Regions from separate parts of the Mus musculus genome. Here region 1 is linked to region 2. The links are chromatin contacts, called in public HiChIP or PLAC-seq maps. All regions are on one chromosome and are shown on one strand. Each heading gives the region's core, a stretch centred on a gene start, on an enhancer-like site or on the middle of the called end of the contact. The rest is flanking DNA. Distances are from core to core; before and after follow the strand shown.

Region 1 (5,019 bases), core at 641-3,140, 810 kb before region 2:
TCTATCTCAGCATCTCTTCAGTGTGCTACATCACAGCAGATGTTCTGTCCAGATTTCAGAATAAGCACAACTCTGTCTGTCTGTCTGTCAGTCTGACAGACAACTAGGAAGAAATGGTGCAACTCCTTATTGGTGGATGGAATGACATTCCCCCTGGTTTACAATTTTAGTTAAGTTTCCTAGGTTATCATTAATTCCATCGCTATTTTAATATCTACCATGTGCCACAGTAAATAGACATCATATGATCACAAACACACTTTATGTTCTAAACTCTGATTCCTATCAGTAGTGTTTGAAAGGAAATGCTGTAATTTTAAGGGTCAATTTTTAGATATTATTTGGACACATATGGGTCATACCTTCAAATTCACTCTCCTGATTCCTAAGTGAGTACACTTAATACTTAGTACACTAATAAGGGCCCTGTGAAAGGGCTCCATACATTTCGGGATATGCTAATGAGGTACTGCAGGCAGTGGGTGTGTCTGCAGGCAGTGAAGGGGGAGGAGCTTGGAGGCGCTGCTTCCCTGTGGCTGGGTAGGAGAGCTCTACCGAGCTCTATATTCATCAGTTTATTACTTACATCAATTACACAGACTTTCAATAACTTTCAAGCACTCTATCTACTTACAATTAAAACCCCCAAAAGATCACAATGGGTGACCCACAATCCAGTCCATGTACTTTCCCTGACTGTTCCTACCAGGGTCCAGTTTAAAGAAATCATCCAATATTTTTCAGTGTTAATTTCTAATTCGAAACCTTGCCTAGCAGAGTTTCATCTCTCAACACCTGAGGTCCAGGCCCCACACCTCTGAAAACTGAATCCCAGTTGGTTCATCTGTCTTGGTCTGTGTTCCCTAAGAGTCCTGATCACTTCTGGGTTGGCTCTGTGTCTCCCCAGTCTCTTACCTGTGTCCCCGGCATCTCTTCTCTGGGTTTACTCTTCGTGGTCTTTTGTTTACAAGGACAGTCATTTAGTTACTGTCATTGGTGTCTTAGGATGCCCCTTGTCAGTCGTCAGTTGGTAGAAACAACCTGTTTTAGACATTTTATGCGTTCACAAGCCTGGGCTGTTCTGCCATGTCTTAAGGCGAGCCTGTTAACAAAGATGGGCTACATTTCCTCAACCTGGTTCTGAAGCTGTAGGATTCTGTTTTAATTCTTCTTCCTCAACACCAGACTTAGCTTCCTGATTTTACAGGCTTGAGTTCAGTTTGTTGACCTTGGTCTTCAGTGTGTGCTACACTTGAAGACTACTTCCCCCCGCAATGCAATTTGATGATCCCTGATTACTTGGGAGACAGCTACTGTTCTTCGTACAGGGGAGACCAATTGGCAGGAATGTACCTCCAGAGCCCACTCTTCCTTCCCTACCATCAGGGAGTCAGGGCAATTACCCGGCATGGGTGACTGATAAGGAAGCCCTTGCAGACATCCTCATTCCTAAAGCAGAGTCAAAGCCTGGCCAGCAGCCACATTCCTTCTGAACAAATAAAGTCACAGACCAAGCCAAGACCTGCCTGAGGGCAAGGGATGGGCGGAATCACAGGTGCTTTCTGCTGCATACTACCAAGAGACTGAGGGCATCAGCCAATGAGCGAGCGAGCGAGCGGGTCAGCAGTCATTTCCACCAATCATACCACCAAGAGACTGAGGACATCAGCCAATGAGCGAGCGGGCGAGCTGAGGACATCAGCCAATGAGCGAGCGAGCGGGTCAGCAGTCATTTCCCAAATCAACGGAAACCATCAGCAGTGGTGGAGATGGCGCAAGAGCAGGTTAGGACAAGGAGACCAGGTTTCCATGATTAGAGGCAGAGTGGGAGTCCATGGGGGAGGGAGGAGGGTGGGATGCTGAGTCAGGAAGGTGAGATCTGATTTCAACAGAGAAGAATGAGACAATTCCTCCCAGAACCCAGCAGGGGCTCCACGCCTGGGGCTCACTGTGGTTACTTCTGGGGGTTTGTTGCCCTTTCAGATAATTTCACGGGTATTTTAAGGAAAACAGAGAAGACACTGTTCACTGCGCTTCCTCTCACTCTGCTCTATTCTTGGAAGTCAGCAGTTCAATCTCCAGTGGAACTTCTCACTAACATTATGTTCAGTTATTTGTGCTCTCCAAACAATACGTGTTTTTAGGCAAAGACTTTCTAGCCTCTCCAACTGAACAAAGGAGCCTCCTACACAGAGCCACACGTTCCCATTCAGAAAGCCCTCAGGCAGATCTGTGAAGCTTGCCATCATAAGACCCATTTAATTTTAAATTAAATTAAGGGCCCAAAAGGTAAGTGCATTGTTCAGGTTATTCCAACTAATGTCCTAAACCTACAATTTCAATGATTCTCCATCCAACTGATGACTCCTACTGTAATAAAGAATTCATGAACCATGGAAACAACTGACAAAAATAAAATAAATAAATATCACTCACTGCTTCGAGAGAAAGGCATTCACACAGCCTAGGCCCCAACCGCAAAGGGTGAGTGGCTGTCTAGGGAAAGGTTTTGTCAAGATTTTTACCAAGACTGTAACTCTAAAGAGGTAAAAATGGGCCCCAAGGATGGCTTTCTAATAAAAGCATGCTAAATTGAGATGGCCCCAAATTTCTGAGGCCTACCAGATGACATTCACAAATACTCACCCAGGCAGAGCTACTGGGATAGAGATGTAACAAAGACGAAGCATGGGCCTTTAGTTTTCCCAGGCTCCTCTCTCCCAGGTGAACGGGGATGAAGCTGACAAATTCCCTTATTCAACACATTTATTGATCCAATTGCCCCAGTTTTTGTGAAGTTTTCTAACAATGCTCAGTGACTTCAAAGTTGCAGGAGGAAAACAGATGGCAAAGGAAGGACCTAGTTTGGAAATTCTCAAAGAAGGCTGTGCAAAAGAGATGTACGGGCCAAGCATAGCCACCGAGGGACACTGGGTATCACAGAAGGGGCTGTCCAGCCTCCTCACTCTCATCTTCCCACAATGGAAAACAAGGGGAGACCAAGGAATGAAAGGGGGCAGACAGGACGTTTCTAGAGAAGCATGGGGGAAGTGTAACACGGGCGGTGTACATTGGAAGGCTGCTTCAAAGAGAAGCTAATAGAGTTTGAAACTCCGAGAGTGGAGCAGATCTATCAGGTGTGGCATGTGTGTGCACAGCTGAAGTCGAATAAAGATGAAGGTCATTTGAGATGAGGGAGTCAGAGAACTGGGATGTAAGTACTAGAAATGCCATTAAAGGGATGTGACACCTCCTCAGGGTTCTGTGTGACTCCTGGAGAACAGGGAGAGACCACTTGGAAGCAACTCTGGCTCCATGGTTACTGCTAGGGAGGAGGCCTGGGCAGTGGGAACTCGAAGCTCAACGGGCCTGGTGCTTCTGTACTGTGCTAGTCTGGCCCGCAAAGGTCTTCTGATTTCTGCATTAAAAGTCTGTCCTTAACATGTAGCTCTGTTGGAAGATGGAACCTTCAGAAACGGAGCCTTGGGGGAGGAAGTTAGGATATTGGGGGCATGCCACGGAAGAGGGCATTAGTACTCCAACTCTTCTCTCAAGGCAGACTTCTTCTGTTATCTCTCCCAGCCTGACCCTCCATGCAAAGGAACATGGTCAACTCACAGTGAATTGACACCTTTGAACTGGAAGCCAAATAAACTTTTCCCCCTTAAACTTCTCTCAGCCATTGCGTCACAACAGTGCAAACGTGCAAGCTTAGTTGTCAGTTTTCAAAGTTAGAACGAGGGTTTTAGAGACCAAAGGAGGGGACATTGAAGCCACCCTTTGTCTGCCGTTCACAGCAGCTTGCTGGCAGACTCTGGTTATTTCTTTAAGAGTAATTAAGTCATCGCAACTGAGAAATAAAGGTGAAGTGAGAGGAAATGAGCTGAGAGGAAATAAGGAGAGTCATGAAAGATAGATACCCCCCTTTTCAGCTGAGGAGTAGAAGAGGGAGTGGCATTCCCTAGCCACTTGGAAGCCTATTCTCCCCTCAGATCACCACTGCCACCAAACCCCACCCGATGTCTTAATGTCTTTCCCCAGCATTCTCTATTTCCCCTGCACACACGGAGCCACGTCAGCCCCACCTCACCAGATCCTCACCTCCCATCCCAAGGGCTTGCTGGCCTATTCCCCCATCAGCTCTTCCAAACCAACACCACGGAAACAGAATTTGCTGTCTCCCTTCTCCTCTGCTGTCTGGTCACTCACACCAGAAAGCCATCTTGTAAAACCTGCTTGGTCTCTACTTTCTCTCTTTCCCCATTCCCAACTGATGAACAAACCCCAAGGCTTACAACTACATTGCAAACCATTCCTTCTCTTCCATTCTGACTCCACCCTCAGGGCCTGGCATCTTTATTCACCCAATTCCCCATGAGTTCCTACCTGGTTCTATAGACCTCTAACATGCTCTCCACACCACCCCAGCTCCATCTGTCCTAAAAAAAAAACAAAACAAAACATCCAGCCACACCAACTTACATACTCACTGAAAACTGTCCATGGCTCTCGAGGCCTACTGGGAGTTCCATAAGCTCCAAGTCATGACGTGTTAAAAGCCTCACAAAACCCCTGGGAGGATCCCAATGATTGAAAGCCAAGAGGTGTTTGCAAAGCTCTCAACCATTAGCCAATGGTTCTTAGCCTTTAGGGGGTTACAGTCTTTTTGGACAGTCTGATAAAAGCTCCGGTGCTTAATCAAAAGCATGAACACATGCCTTTGCCTTTGCCTACAAGTAAACTCTGACAGCCAAATTTTAGGGCATCTATGGATGCTCAAAGACAATCCAGAGTAAGACCCCCTCACTGCGGTACGTATTACTTTCGCATGGGTACACAGAATTGCAGTATCATCCCAACAGCATTCCAGCCCCACAAACAAGCCATCAGCTCTCCTGTGGGCAGTCTGATTATTCATGCAGATGTCTAAAATATTCATCAGCAGGGTCACTGGGCACACAGTGGAGATGGACAGACAATGAGTACAGTAGTTAGCATACAGGCTCACAGTCATTTCAT
Region 2 (4,472 bases), core at 216-2,715:
ATTAAGGGCTTATTGGAGTTTAGATGCCATTAAACTCTTTACAAACCTTTCCAACTCTCCAGATCCCTATTCAAGCTGTGCTCCATGACTGTCTATGACAGGGTTCAAGCCATGCTACCCTAAGCTCTACCAAAACAAGCCAAAAGAAGTTCCCTCTGACCTCCCCTTTCTCCACTGAAGAAAGGATAAAACCTAGAAAGAATTATCTGACCTTAAAGTCGATCATAAACCTTCATGTCTACCAAATACTGAAAAGGAAAAGGCTTATTCATCTCTCACAGAGGGATGCAAAATAGGCTCTGGGCGGGGCTTGCTACATTTCGGACCATTAGAGCCAGGCGTCCCACCACTCAAAGGCCAGGATTCCCAAGATGACACCTCATGGAAAGGAATCAGGCTCACTCAAGATTCGGCAACCTTGAGACAATAGAGAGGCTCTCCACTCATAGGTCTACACAAAGAGCTTTTGAAGCATAGGACAGGAGGCCCCAGACAATAAAGGGGGGATCCAGGCAGGGAGGGTCTATGGTGTGGGGGAGTTTTCCTTTTCAGAAATCTCTTTTTACTCTTTTGTTGATACGCCACTCTGGAACATTACAATGGGCTTCTAACTCCTGAAGGGGGTGAGTTCCTTTAGTGGTTCTTCAACTTGTAGGTGAGTTTCTTGCTCTCCTCTTCATTGTCTTCCTCATCCTCCCCCTTCTTTTCAGTTAAATTAACTAAAAGTGTATTGAGCAGCTTTTGCCCTAGATTTCCACAGGAAACATACACAGCCGGATAAAAGTTAACAAGAAATAATTTTCTACAAGAATGTGTATCACACATATTCCTTAGTTGCAAGTGTATGTTGTGTACAACAGAGCTCAGACATCCATAAAGATACATATTAAATACATGGGCTCTGCCTCTGTCCTTTCACCTGATCTTGAGTGTCTTAGTGTTCTATTGCCACCACAAAACATCATGATCCAAAAGCAAACTGGGGAAGCAATGGTTTATTTTATTTGGCTTCTACTTCCATATCTCTGTTCATCATGGAAGGATGAAAGTCAGGACAAGAACTCAAACAGGGAAGGACCCTGGAGGCAAGAGCTGAGACTGAGGCCACGAAGGAGGGCCGCTCACCCTGCTCTTCATGGCTTGCTCAGCCTGCTTTCTTATAGAGCCCAGGACCACCAGTCCAAGGGTGGCCCCACCCACAATGGGCAGGCCCTTCGCCATTGATCACTAATTAAGAAAATGCCTTACAGTTGGGAAGACACTGTCTCAATTGAGGTTTCCCTTCTCTCAGATTCTACCAGCCTGAGTCAAGCTGACAGAAAACCATGCAGCACAGTGAGGGACAAACCTCAGAGCAGACAGAGCCCTGTGAGAAGAAGAAAGGAAGTCTGAGACCCTGCTGCTGGTGGTGCTCAGTTCCTGCCATACCCCTAAGTGGCTTTCCCAGCAACAGCAAGGCAAACCCAGAGGCTGAGGGAGGCAGCTCCATTCAGCTCCTTTCTGGACCCATAATGGTTTCCAGCCTCTTCATTTATATGCATAATTGGCAGTTCCTTAACAGCTCATTAGGAAAGTAGGGCTCTTTGTGACCAAGAAAAGGGGAACAAATCCCTGGGGGTGGGAGTGTCCTTGAGGACTTGCTTAAGAGTCTTGGAAAGACAGGACTGATTCTCAGGGACTGAGAGCTCTAAGGAGCTCAATGCCAATCAAATAGCCCTGAACCACAACTTTGTAACGACACCCTGACAGGTTAGAGCTGCAGTTCTCAACCTGTGGGGAGTGACCCCTTTTAGGGGGATGCCTATATCCTGCATATCAGATATTTACATTTCAACTCATAACAGTAGAAAATTACAGTTATAAAGTAGCAATGAAGTAGTTTTATGGTTGGGGAGGGGGGTCACCACAACATTAGAACCCGTGTTAAAGAGTCACAGAACTAGGAAGGCTAAAAACACTGGGTTAGAACATGCATGTGTCATGGATTGGGGAAAATGGGTGTAGGCCTTGGCTAGTTCAGGGCCACCCAGACCTGGACACTCAGAGAGGTCACACTGGGTCTCCCCAGCATCAGAAGATGGTAGTTGACCCTTTATATCATGTAGAACCTCATGTCTGGGAGATGTTAATGAAAGAGGGAAACCATATGCATTCTGTGAGCACCTACTGGGCTCTGTTCATTATTCCTGTTTCATATACCAGGTTGTTCTAATCCTCACAATAGAATTCATCTACATTAACCCTCTGCATGGTTTTATTAAGAAACAAACAAACAAAAACGTAAATTAAAGCACAAGAAAACAGATTTCACTAGTTCAGCAAACTCCTCTTCCACCCGTTCGCATCTATACAATGAAAAGCCACAAGCTCTATGTTAAGTGCGAAAAGATATATGGACTTCAAATCCCACAGGAACAAAAGGGTGGTAGAGGCTGCTTCATACTAGGGAAGCCAGGGTAGGCTTGCTGGAAGACGTGGTGATTTGAACTAGGTCTCAAAGAAGTAGGATTATTCAGAAAGATAAACCAAGGGAATGGAGACAGGCTGGGGTCAGGGAAGTCTCGCCATCTTTTGGAGAGAAACTATAAATCCACACACTGGAGCAGCAGAGTGTGCATAGGTGAAGGAGCCTAAGACAAGGCTAGGAAAGGACAGAGAACGCAGCCTCTGGGAAATAAAAGCTATGTCTAGCCAGGAGAGGTAGATTTGTGCTTGACACCATGGTAGCAGTATCAGGGCTAGGGCTGGGCCTGTGATTGTTTCAAGGAAGCCGGTTTATTCTCTGGGTTAGGTGTCTTTTTACCACCACAGTAACAAACACCAGCAACAATCAAGTTATAAAGACAAAAGGTTCATTTGAGCTTCCATGAGTGGTTGGACCCATTGCTTTGGGCTGAGGACCAGGAAGCACAAATACTCTGAGTACAGGATAAAGAAAAACCATTCACTTCACCACCAGGGAGACAAAGCCAGGTGGGGACAGGTCCCATCATTCCCTTCAAGGGTACACTCTAAATCTCCCCAAAACACTCTCTCTGGGCCCTGCCTCTTGAAGATTTTTGTCTTAAAGAATATACAACTAATGCACAGGCCTTTAAAGAATGCTTCAGATATAAACTGTAGCATTTCCTCTTGACCCTTTGCCCTGTGGTACCCCTCCTCCTGTAGCCCTTCCTTTCTTACACAGGACAGCCAGAAGACACACAGAAAGCCCCACCCCTACAATGGCATGCTCCTACATGGCATGAGCTCCCAGAAAATTACTCATAGCCACCCCTCAATGAAGCCTGTCACTGACACCTTGCCTTGAAGACATGATCCTCCCCAGTGAGCCCCTCTTTAAACTATTGGTACCTCCAGCCCCAATACTGGTTCTTTCTGTACTTCCCATGAATAATTCTGTGTGTCTTCATTCATATTTCCCGGCAGATCTACTGACTACAGTTATTCCATCGTATGTCATGGTTATATTCTCTTGCCAGGTAGATCATCAATCTGAGATATCTTTGTTTCCTCAGTATCTCTCCCCCTTGGTCTCTGTACTGTCATATATGAATATGGGTTTCCAATCCCTCCCTTCACTCACTGCCTTATTGATTCTGTGGGAGTGGCAATGGTTACAGTGGACCTGGACTAGTAACTCACTAAGTCACCAGGCAGTTCCCAAGTTCTCTTGCCTCTTTGTAGGCAGTTTATAGACGTCAAGTAAGGTAACTAAATGTGCCTGTACATTCCTGGGTCCCAAAGCCAGTGGCTGACTATATAGCATACATAGTTCCTGTGGGCAGCAGATATATTCACCCATTCTGTTTACCATTCAATTCTCTTCCCAAGCCACTAGGCCCTAAGTGTTGATGGATATAGATGCTTCTTTCATACAGGTGACATTGCATTCTCAGATATCCTCCAGGACACTGGGTCCATGTGAGCAGAAGCAAATGGCAGGGAATACATGAAGTTCTAAGACAGTACTACTGAAGTTCAATGATGTCCTACAGGACAAGTAGTGGCTTCAGGGTATCTGGAGCTGGCAGGCATAGCCTTGTCTTTCCATAGTACCATGGTACTGGTGGCCAGTCTCCCCTCCAATATCACATTAGAGATGATATCACTGCAGCTCTACATTCTTTATTCTGGGTTCAAAGAAGTCAGGCTGAGTTCAGATCCTCTTCCAAGGCTAGTTACACTCAAGGATTTTTAGGACATTGACCAGATGGTTGGACCCAGAATTCCAGCCAAACAACCTGAACATAACCCTGGTTAGTAAGGGCACTGCTGAGCTGAGATCTCAAGCCTGAGGTATAGGCCTGGTGCTGAATAGGTAGTGACAAGTTATTCTCACACCAAGCCTCATCTTCCCTGCAATGCATAGGGTGGTGCTGAAGGTTCCCTTAGCTCCCCTCCATGTCTCAGGTCCACAGCTGCTACTGCTGCTGGGCTGACAAGATATTCTCACCCAGCTCCCACCCAGA

Evidence for each region. HiChIP or PLAC-seq counts read pairs in DNA pulled down with a chosen protein or histone mark.
Region 1: a contact with region 2 is called in an H3K27ac HiChIP or PLAC-seq map of embryonic stem cells, with 7 times the contacts expected there. The contact joins two enhancer-like sites. A contact is called at or near these places in 1 of 484 Hi-C or Micro-C datasets (the AML12 cell line), 1 of 115 datasets of contacts at active chromatin or transcription factors (embryonic stem cells) and 1 of 9 other capture datasets (embryonic stem cells).

Annotation. Positions count from the first base shown.
Region 1 is chr9:47,700,127-47,705,145 of GRCm38.p6, reverse strand. The region is part of intron 1 of Cadm1 (cell adhesion molecule 1); the gene reads right to left. Among named protein-coding and RNA genes, the nearest start is that of Gm10677, 120 kb to the left of the region's middle. Within about 2 kb of position 1,890, at least 36 of the 459 cell types and tissues checked have an H3K27ac peak or open chromatin away from gene starts, as enhancers often do. A contact at or near this core is called in embryonic stem cells, where this site is marked.
Region 2 is chr9:46,887,199-46,891,670 of GRCm38.p6, reverse strand. No RefSeq gene overlaps it. Among named protein-coding and RNA genes, the nearest start is that of 2900052N01Rik, 24 kb to the left of the region's middle. Within about 2 kb of position 1,465, at least 19 of the 459 cell types and tissues checked have an H3K27ac peak or open chromatin away from gene starts, as enhancers often do. A contact at or near this core is called in embryonic stem cells, where this site is marked.